2 separate regions of the Callithrix jacchus genome follow, and region 1 is linked to region 2. Evidence: chromatin contacts called from public Hi-C data. All regions are on one chromosome and are shown on one strand. The core of a region is the stretch at or near the end of the contact, and the rest is flanking DNA. Distances in the headings are between cores, read along the strand shown. Region 1 holds the start of LOC128930370 (large ribosomal subunit protein uL23-like). Region 2 overlaps LOC128930371.

Region 1 (4,876 bases), core at 533-3,032, 120 kb before region 2:
TATAACTTCCCCAAAAGTAATCTTATTTATCAGTAATTTAATGCATATTCTAATATAACCTTTTACTACAAGTTTAAAAAATTTCTTATTTCACATTTCAAAGCATAAGTCACATGAAAGATTTACTTTTTTACCCACTAGATCTAAACATTCACTTTTCTTAGACAGCAAAAACTAATACTGGACACAAAAAGCACAGATACATTAATGTCCTTCCAAAACTTCTGTGTATACCCCACATAAAAACATGTATTGTCTTTTTCATAGAGATTTTTCTATGTTTACTTAAGTTTCTATTCTAATCAAGATTAGAGCAAGAGAGGAAAAGGAAAAAGTTAACAAGAGTAAAGTGGGCAATGAGTCAAATAAGAGTAAATGGAAAGTTCAAGGATTCTCTTTTATATAACAGTAGTCTTTAAAAGAAAAAAAACAACAAAAAAGTTATACCTGATTTGAAAGGTACGATTTCACCAAGTGCAATATATTGTTAATTATGCCATATTGTTTGAAATAATAAAAATAAAGAAGGCTCATTTGGATATATTGCCTTAAAAAGCTGCTTTACAAAGCCCGATGTCTCTGTAGTTACAGTCAATGTTTGCTTTTTTTTTGGTTTGTTTTGGTTTGGATTTTTGTTTGTTTTTGTTTTTGTTTTTGAGCAGGAGCGTCTTTTTTTTTTTTTTTTTTCCAGCACTCTTGCATGTAGTAGGACAAACTCAGATTTTTTTCTTCAAGGGCGCCTGTAATTTCTTAAGGACCAGGGTGCTTGTCTTCTTTTTCCTCCTTCTCGGTATTCCAGGCACAAAGCACTGCGCAGAAGCTGCACCAATCCTTGCCGTCACTGGCAGCAGAATGGTAGAAGGTGGGAGAGACCAGGAATCCTTCCAGGCTGTGCTGACTTTAGAAATGAGGATTGCACACGTTTGTCTCCTGAACCAAAGGGTGCAAAGGCAGGGTGCCAGTTTGCTACACTGCTGCAATGCAATGATCTCATGCTCACTGCTGCTGTCGTCCTGTTTGCCCAGTTCAAATGCCTGTTTCATTATAAACCAAAAAAAAAAAAAAAACAAAAAAAAAACCCAACTACTTGGATTCTTCTACAAGCAGAAAGGGTATTAAATTAACACTTAAAAAAAAAAAAGAAAAGAAAAAAATTAGCAGTCAAAGGCAAAAAAACATAAAGTACATACAATTTTAGAATTCACTTGTTATGCCTCAATATTCTGTTATTATTTTCCTTTTTTTTTTTCTATTTAGAGATAAGCAGCAGAATTTATCAGGCGTGAAAGGGACAGCCTCCTGGTGGCCTGCCAAAAACCCAGAATAAAGACGAAGTTGTGCTTCAAAGCTCAGTCGCTTGCTGAGTCTGGCTAAAGTCAAGTATTAAGATCCACCATTTTCTGAGCCATGTTAGAAAAGAAGAAAAAAGTCAGGACGGTTGCTGCTTTCCAAGTCTCCGTTGGCACCATCACAAAATCTCTGCCGTAAGGTCACATGATTCTCTGCCAAATGTAGAGTGCATTCCCATCAACCATTCTGCTGATACTGCGAAGGCAGCTATTGTCTCGTTTAGACCCAAAGTTCAGCCCACTCTTCATTGAATTAGCTGAAAAACGCATCACCTTTGGGGGCTGGGAGTCATGGAAACGTCTACCTGGCAAGCTGCCCACTTTTTCTGCCCATCAACCAGAGATGGAATTGTGCTGCCTAACGCAATGATGACTTGGAATGTGAAGAGTCGTCCAAAGTGAATCTGATTCTTGCAATGCCTGTTTCGTTTGCACAGAAAACTCTGGCTTCCTGTAGTTAAGGGGGGGGCGGGGGGAGGAAATCTTCCCTACCAAATGTAGCAAATAAATGTTTGAACATGCCTACTCTGCAACTTTTTTCCCAACACACCCAAATGGTTCTCAAATGAAAAGACTGAGAGCTGGGCAAGTTTTCTGAGTTAAAGGCATCCCTTCATCTGTCTCCTTTTCCTTACAATTGAATGAAACAAGCCCAGAACATTTGTTTTCGTCTCTCACTTTAAGATTTAAAAAGACTCCGAGTTTTCTTCTTGCTTTTTGTTACTTTCTGATTTTATCTGGCACTGATTTTGTAGTACATGGTCACAATGTCTTCTAGCAACAGTGGGGATGCATTATTGCTACAATCTCCAACAAAGTGGTCCTCTGAGAAAGCCAGTTGTCTCTTTATCCACACAAAACCCTGCAACTGGGTCCTATAGTCATCCTCATCAGTACCTAGCACAGCTGCTGTACAAGTTTTCTGAGATTGACATATGTGAGAAGGGCTCTTTCTGTTTCTTCGCTGACTACAGTTTGCCGGTGTGGCATGAAAGATGCCTTTGAAAGATGCAGGGACTGTATCAACAGCTCTTAGGTAGTAAAATGAAATGGTTCCCCCCTCCTCAGTGAATTTCCATTCTAGCAGGCAATGAAAGTTCCCATGTATGAACATTTCTATTTCTTATAATAAAAGTAGAGTGAATTAAATTTTTCACAATTTCCTTAAGCAGAATTTAAAGCCAGGCAGGAAAACAAGCATGATTATGAAACCAAATATACTGAGTAGCACTAAAAAGAACCATGTCCTTTGACTTTATTTTTTTAAATGTTCCAATAATTGGAGAATCTAACATATGATTATGTTTGCACAAATTTCCCAACAGGAATTAATATTGCCCCTCTTCCACATATAAACATATACACTGCACAATACATAACAATGACTTTCAAAGATATTCAAACTGTGACTTGTCTAATAAAAACAAATCTGAAAAAAGGAAAAAGATTCAGCCATCTAGGAAACATAACCTAAAAATGATTTGTGATTGTTTTTGTGCCATGCCCTTCAGGTGACTTTCTTTAGCAATTATAGGAGTGAATGTGTGCGTGCGTGCACACGCGCACACACATACACACACACACACACACATGAGAACCATCATGTTCTCCTTCCCAACTGTAATTCAAAATAATGCAATTCTAAACAATAAAACAAAAAATTTTCACACTTGCTAAAATTAAAATTGCTTTTTTTCTAGATTGCAAAATTCTGGACAAATCTGCTAGTGTCCTAAGCATATGTGTAAAGAGTGTTTGGTAGGGACTTAAGTCCCATGCTTCAGCAAAACAAGAAAGTAGATGACCCATTCATTGAAATAAAATTTTAAGTTTCCAATTCTCATTCACTTGTGCAGCAGATTATTTATGAAGTACTAGTATGTGTCAGGCCTTCTGATAGGCACAGGGGAACCACAATGAAGGAAACTGACATGACTCGCAAGTGGAAGTCATTCAGTAAGTACTTTTAAGTGAGAAAAGCTCACTACTTAACAGATATGTTACAGGTCCTAAAAGAGACAAACTTGTCAAGAAACAAACTGATGACAGAAATTGGAAAATGGAAGTAAAATGGATATTAAAAATAAATTACAGATAGAGATGTTTTCTCTGTCTGAAGGTTTCCTTTTTAATATTACATTATTAAATTATTTTGTATAATTCTGTTGAATTTTCTGAGAGAATCTAATGTGAAAATGACATGCCACATTCCCAATTAAAAACAATTTTTTTTTTCCACAGATGGAATTTTGCTCTTGTTGCCCAGGTTGGAGTGCAGTGGTGTGATCTCGGCTCACGACAACTTCCGCCTCCTTGGTTCAAGTGATTCTCCCTGCCTCAGTCTCCCAAGTAGCTGGGATTATAGGCATGCACCACCACGCCTGGCTAATTAATTTTGCATTTTTAGTAGAGACGGGGTTTCTCCACATTGATCAGACTGGTCTTGACCTCCTGACCTCAGGTGATCCACCCGCCTCAACCAAGTGCTGGGATTACAGGCCACTGTGCCTAGCCCAAAACAATTTTTAAAAAGAAACAAAGTAATAGACTTTCACTTCTAGAAAGATGGAGAAAATAGTTTTTCTTAATCCCCCTGCTAGGTACAACTAAAATCCTGGCACATTACATATCAAACAAATTTAAGGACATTCTGAAAAGCTTAGAGAAGATGAAAAACTAGCTAGAGACTGAAGGACTCAAGGAATAATATGGATTTTTAATTTTTATGTTATACATCAAAACTTCAGAGCTGAAGAAGCCTGCAACCTAGAAATACCAACTGGTGCGAACAAAACAAAACAAACAAACAAAAAACAAAGTTCCAACAAAAGCCTGTTCTCTCTAGTCAAAGGAACAAGAAAGAGACAGCCTAGAAAGACAGAACGCAATACCATTTTGCTCTAGTTGAACAGCAGAGAAAGAATTCTGGTCCCATCCCCATGCACACCTGCAAAGACAAAGCAGAAAACACAGACACTGACCCTTGCCAGAATACTTCAACACCCTCTCTGTCCAGGACCCAAAGTACTATAAAAAAAGTCTGAGCAGGAATCTAGGGGTTTCATCCCTGTTGAGGGTTAGCAAGATTCTTCTCTTACCCAACATGCAGTGTCTATGTTGACTAAATGAACAGTCTGCATTTCCACACCAAACTCAACAATAATGATGCATCCATCTCCCTCTCCACTGAGGCAGTATCAGAGGAGGCTTGGTAGAGATTCAGAACATTTAAAACTGTCCAGCTGTAACAAAGCTACCCTGCTATCCCTCAACTTCTAAAGCACTGGTGAAGAGCACAATAAAGTATCAACGAACTACTCATTTTTTCCTAGCCTGGAAGATATCAGGGGAGGTCAGTTTGGTAGCAGAGACCAGTGGAGGTTTACTGAGGAGCATGAGATACTTCTATCCATATCTGGCAGTAACAAGTTGGCACCCCCCACCCCTGACTTTTCCCAGCTGGAGTGGTGGAAGAAGCAGCCAGGTAAAACAGAAGGTTTAAATAAGAACCATAATACCTAAAATGT
Region 2 (4,658 bases), core at 594-3,093:
ACTAATAGCAAAGTATTTTATAGTACCATAATTCAGTCGACAGCAAAACAAATATAAATCATATATTTTACAAAAAAATGACCTGAAGGAAAACAGGTTGCATTTTCTAATCCTAAAATTTACATAAAATTAACATGATCTTTTCTATCACTAAAATTAGCAGCATTCTATACTTTAAAGGAAATATAAATACCCTAATAAATATAGGATAGACATGCCTATTAAGAAATCTCTTAATTAGGTCGCTCTTAAAAAAAAATATGATTTTCATCAGTATTTTAAAGAGAAATATGACTTTTTAGAAAAATAAAGTTGCACTCTGGATTACTACAGATTAACATACAAAACAAAATAGTATTTAGGATAGTGATAACATTTCTTAAAAAAATAGAGCAGCTGATATTCCACTTTTTTTACTTTTAATTATTCTGTAGTGTACCTATTATTTTTAATGTCTAAAGATATTACTGAAAATGGCTATATTAAAATTTGAGGTTGTTAATATTTGATTACTATAGTATTTCATTACAACTCATGAATTTAACTCTTAAAACACTAGAATATGAAATCGGCTTACAGAACAAAATTCAGTTATAGTAATATCAACATTAATAACAGTTCCAGAAATTAGATGTAAGTACCTTTGAGCTTCAGAATTTCTTTTTATTGCAGAACAGCAATTAAACGCAACTACTTAAAGTTATTCAGCCATGTTTATATATCAAGCATTTCTGTTAAAACACTTGTTAGAAATAATATCAAAGTGTTAATCCGTTTTTTAAATTATACAACAAATGCTGACATTTTTTTAAAATCACAAATGCTCCATTTTAACATAGACAAAAACGCTATAAAATGTTAAGCTTAATTGCGCGCACAATGAAACTTCTAGAAAACTTCATTACTTACTGTTCACTGAGTATTACTTACATAGATTAACAGTTTTAAGAATTCGTCTGTTATTTATCCTGTACTGTTTTAAAAAACCTTTTTGCACTGCATACTTCTCAACAAGATGATCATCCCTACTCTGCTGTGCTGAGAAAAACAAAAAATCAGTAAACCTTTAACACTGTGCTTGTTCTGTCGTATTTTAGATGGCAACAAGCAAGGAATTCATAATGATAATAAAAGCAACAATATAAGAAAAAATATTTAATGCTTGTTTCATATTTACTGTATAAAGTCATTTTGACATGCCTATACAACTGGTTGTGGCAGCTTTCAGACATGATTTCTGATCAAAAAAAAAAAAAAGAAAGAAAGAAAGAAATTGCTCCAGGTTCTTTAGAGAAAGCTTGCCGCTGGGAAGTTGATTTTGGCCAAGTGCCAAAATCATGTGCAAAGGGGCCTCATTACGGATTCATGGCAGCCTTCAGCACTAACAAAAAATGTGACCCAACAGGCTAAATCAGCGACTAAAATTAAAAAGTAAGAGACAAAGACAACTTACTTAATATTCCTTCCAAAGCAACATTAAACTTTTTTTGGTAATTAAACCCTTATTAGTATAATGCAGTGTTCCTCTGTCCTCAAATGATTGTACAATTACTCTTTAAAACTTGTCAATTTCCCTTCTAAATAACACTTTCTGTGGCAGTTTACAAAGATTTCGCTATATAATAAAACTCTATATCCACTGTAATCCATTCAATAGAAGAAAACAAAATCGTAAAAATGCAGACGACAGTATTCCTTTAAGATTTAAACAAACAAACAAAAAATAAGCAAACAATAGTCAGTACATTTTGAACTTCTACAAAAGTGAACATGCACCCTCTAAACTCACATTGGTTGGGATTAAGCAGTCTCACTGCCCAATTTTCCCCCAAAAAAGTAGATTTGATATCGCAGCCTTACCTAGATGTCTTCTGGCTTTTCTGCAGATCAAAAAGTTTCCTGCCTAAGCACACAGATATTCTTTCACAAACCATAAAGGCCCTTTTATGAATCCAGCACTGTAACAGGCTACTTCCCACACCACGTTGAGAGCCTAGTGCACAAGCTCTCAAGATAAAATACGTTGCTAATACACAATTAGTGGGAGAGGTTGTCTACTGGAGAATTTATCTTAACGAAAGAAGGGAAAAAAAAAGAAGCTTTTTTTTTTTTTTTAAATAGCAAAAAGGGTGCGGTCAGATGTTAGATTTTGCCTGAGAAAAGGGTTCTACACTGCACTAGTACCTAAACACTAGCAGAAGCTGCCTGGGAAGAGAGCCAATGGAAGGACTTTGTTTGACCCAGCTGCCAATCTCCCCTGAAGCCGTGCGCCAGACTAAACACTCACACTATTTTAACTCAAATCAGGCTACAGCAGCTGTTTGCTTTCCGGCTCTGAGCTCTGCACCCACCATGGCCTGTGCAGTTCACCCGAGAGCTTTGCTAGCTGCCTGGCTGAAATCTGTTTTGGGTTGAGATTTGTCATTGGGGAGCAAATATTAACCCTATTCCTCATGGTAAACCCAGACTGTTTGTTGTTCAGCATTTGGATCTTGTCATTGGGGGAATTTCTGATATTTTAAAAGAAGGCTGATGTTTTATATCACGGAGAAAATTTTAGATTGGAAGGTAACAAGGATTCCTACATTTCCTTGAAATTCCAATGTAAACTCTTTTCATATGCTCAAATTAACACGAAAATAGCCCTTGTGTTCCTACAGAAACAAGGTACCTAGAGTACACCTCGAAGAACAAAGATGGTGCCCATTCACTACAACCTGAAACTCTTTGACTACAGCAAGATGGAAAGTTGGCATCACAGAGTCCCAGAGACTCACATCGTTTCAGGAGTATTGACTCCTCAACACTCAGAAAAGTTCCTCCAAAAGCAACACCTAGGCACATAAGAAGTTTCCTTTCCTTGTATGAAAAGGTACCAAGTGACCTAATTTACTGTACCTAAATTTCTAAGCTTGTTTCGTTATTAGGCTAAGTGCAAAATCCACATTCTGAATTGCAAAACATTATTCCCACAGGTAGTTTGAAGGGAAAAACAAACTAGAGAGACGTTAGTTAGGGAATGTATAATTAAAGTAATAATCGAAATGATCTGATTGTAGGAGGAGCAGGAGATCCAATAATTAAGATTGATTGCACATGAGATAGGAGCCAAACATTATATATGTGGCAAAAGTAAAACAGTAAGTCATTCAACATGTGGAAAAGAGAAAGAAGCTCAGAGGAGTGTAATAGCAAGGCCCATAACTGAGTTACTTTTACTCCTGTCCAAATTCCTTCATATTGGACAATGACAGTGAGAGAAGTCAGCACGTTTTTATTTAGAGATTTTAGTTTCTGTTGTTGCATCAGGCAAAGGGATATCTCTTCACATAAGGCAAATAGACAGAATTTTTGTTTTTGTTTATTAATATAAATAATTTTGATCTAGCTATGATGGTTCACAATGCAGTCAGAAGATGAGCAAAAGTGAAATGTTTCTGGAATACAAGAAAGGTGAGTCTTCAATTTTTTTTCAGAAAGTTGTTTCCACTGCCTTAAGAAGAGAGTTTGTTTCTATTCTTTCCCCAAATGATAGGTCTGTTTTCTTATCTTAGAAACTAGAGATCTAAATTACAAAATATGTAATTTTATAATAAAATGTTATTTCCTCAGGTAGGAGGTAGCAAAGATGATTATAGAGAGGCTGAACTATTTATTAGGCTTTACAGATGCACAAAAACTGAAAGACTCAATTAATTAAATATGCATGTCATGATAAAACTGCATAGCAAATAGGCTACTATCCTTATTTTGAAAGTGATCCATATATAAAATCAAAAGATTCCCATTGGATCTGGCTTCATATATAGCATTGTATAGTTTGATGCTCAGAATTCTTATGGAATCTAATAAAATGCTGGGAAATGTTTTCTTTTGTGCCTCTCCTTTTTTCCAATATAAGAAAATATTCAACTTGTTTCTGTGACTGGTTTAATCTACAAATCATCCACTATCACATTGCTATGTACACAGATCTGTAGTAGCTATCGAATGGCAGTCCTACAGGAACAGTTGTTGATCTCAGTAATCACTTCTCTTACTTCTTTCTGTCTTTGCCTTATACATCTCATGCACAATAGCAGTTAGTTCATATCATGACTGTTACAGGCTGAATAGTGTCTCACCCATAATTCAGATGCTGAAGTCCTCACTCCCAGTACCTCAAAATCCTACTGTATGTGAAGTTAGTGGGTTCTTTTTGGTGGTGGGGGGGGGCAGAGTTTCGCTCTTGTTGCCCAGGCTAGAGTGCAATGGTGCAATCTCTGCTCACCACAACCTCCACCAGCCAGGTTTAAATGATTCTCCTGTCTTAGCCTCCCAAGCAGCTGGAATTATAGGCATGCACCACCATGCCCAGCTAATTTTGCATTTTTAGTAGAGATGGGGTTTCTCCATGTTGGTCAGGCTAGTCTTGAACTCCTGACCTCAGGTAATCCACTTGTCTTGGCTTCCCAAAGTGTTAAGATTATAGGTATGAGCCAATGGGTCCAGCCAAAGTTAGTTTCTTTAAAGAGGTAATTAAGTTAAACGAGATCATTAGGAAGGGTCCTAATCCAATATGACAGGTGTCCTTACAAGGAGAGGACGTTAGGACACAAAAACACAGAGAAGACCATGTGAAGACATAGGGAGAAGATGGCCATCTGCAAAGCAAAGGA

The links. Hi-C and Micro-C count contacts between places; a contact is called where the count stands out from the background.
Region 1: a Hi-C map of skeletal muscle shows a contact between it and region 2, with 4 times the contacts expected there. The contact joins the promoter of LOC128930370 here to the enhancer-like site in region 2. A contact is called at or near these places in 2 of 3 Hi-C or Micro-C datasets (both in skeletal muscle).

The regions. Positions count from the first base shown.
Region 1 is chr21:23,568,799-23,573,674 of calJac240_pri, reverse strand. LOC128930370 (large ribosomal subunit protein uL23-like) reads right to left here and starts at 1,782. Exons shown (of 5, transcript XM_078358612.1): 1 at 448-1,782.
Region 2 is chr21:23,449,811-23,454,468 of calJac240_pri, reverse strand. The region is part of intron 2 of LOC128930371; the gene reads right to left. Among named protein-coding and RNA genes, the nearest start is that of USP25, 700 kb to the right of the region's middle. Within about 2 kb of position 1,843, at least 9 of the 16 cell types and tissues checked have an H3K27ac peak or open chromatin away from gene starts, as enhancers often do. A contact at or near this core is called in skeletal muscle, where this site is marked.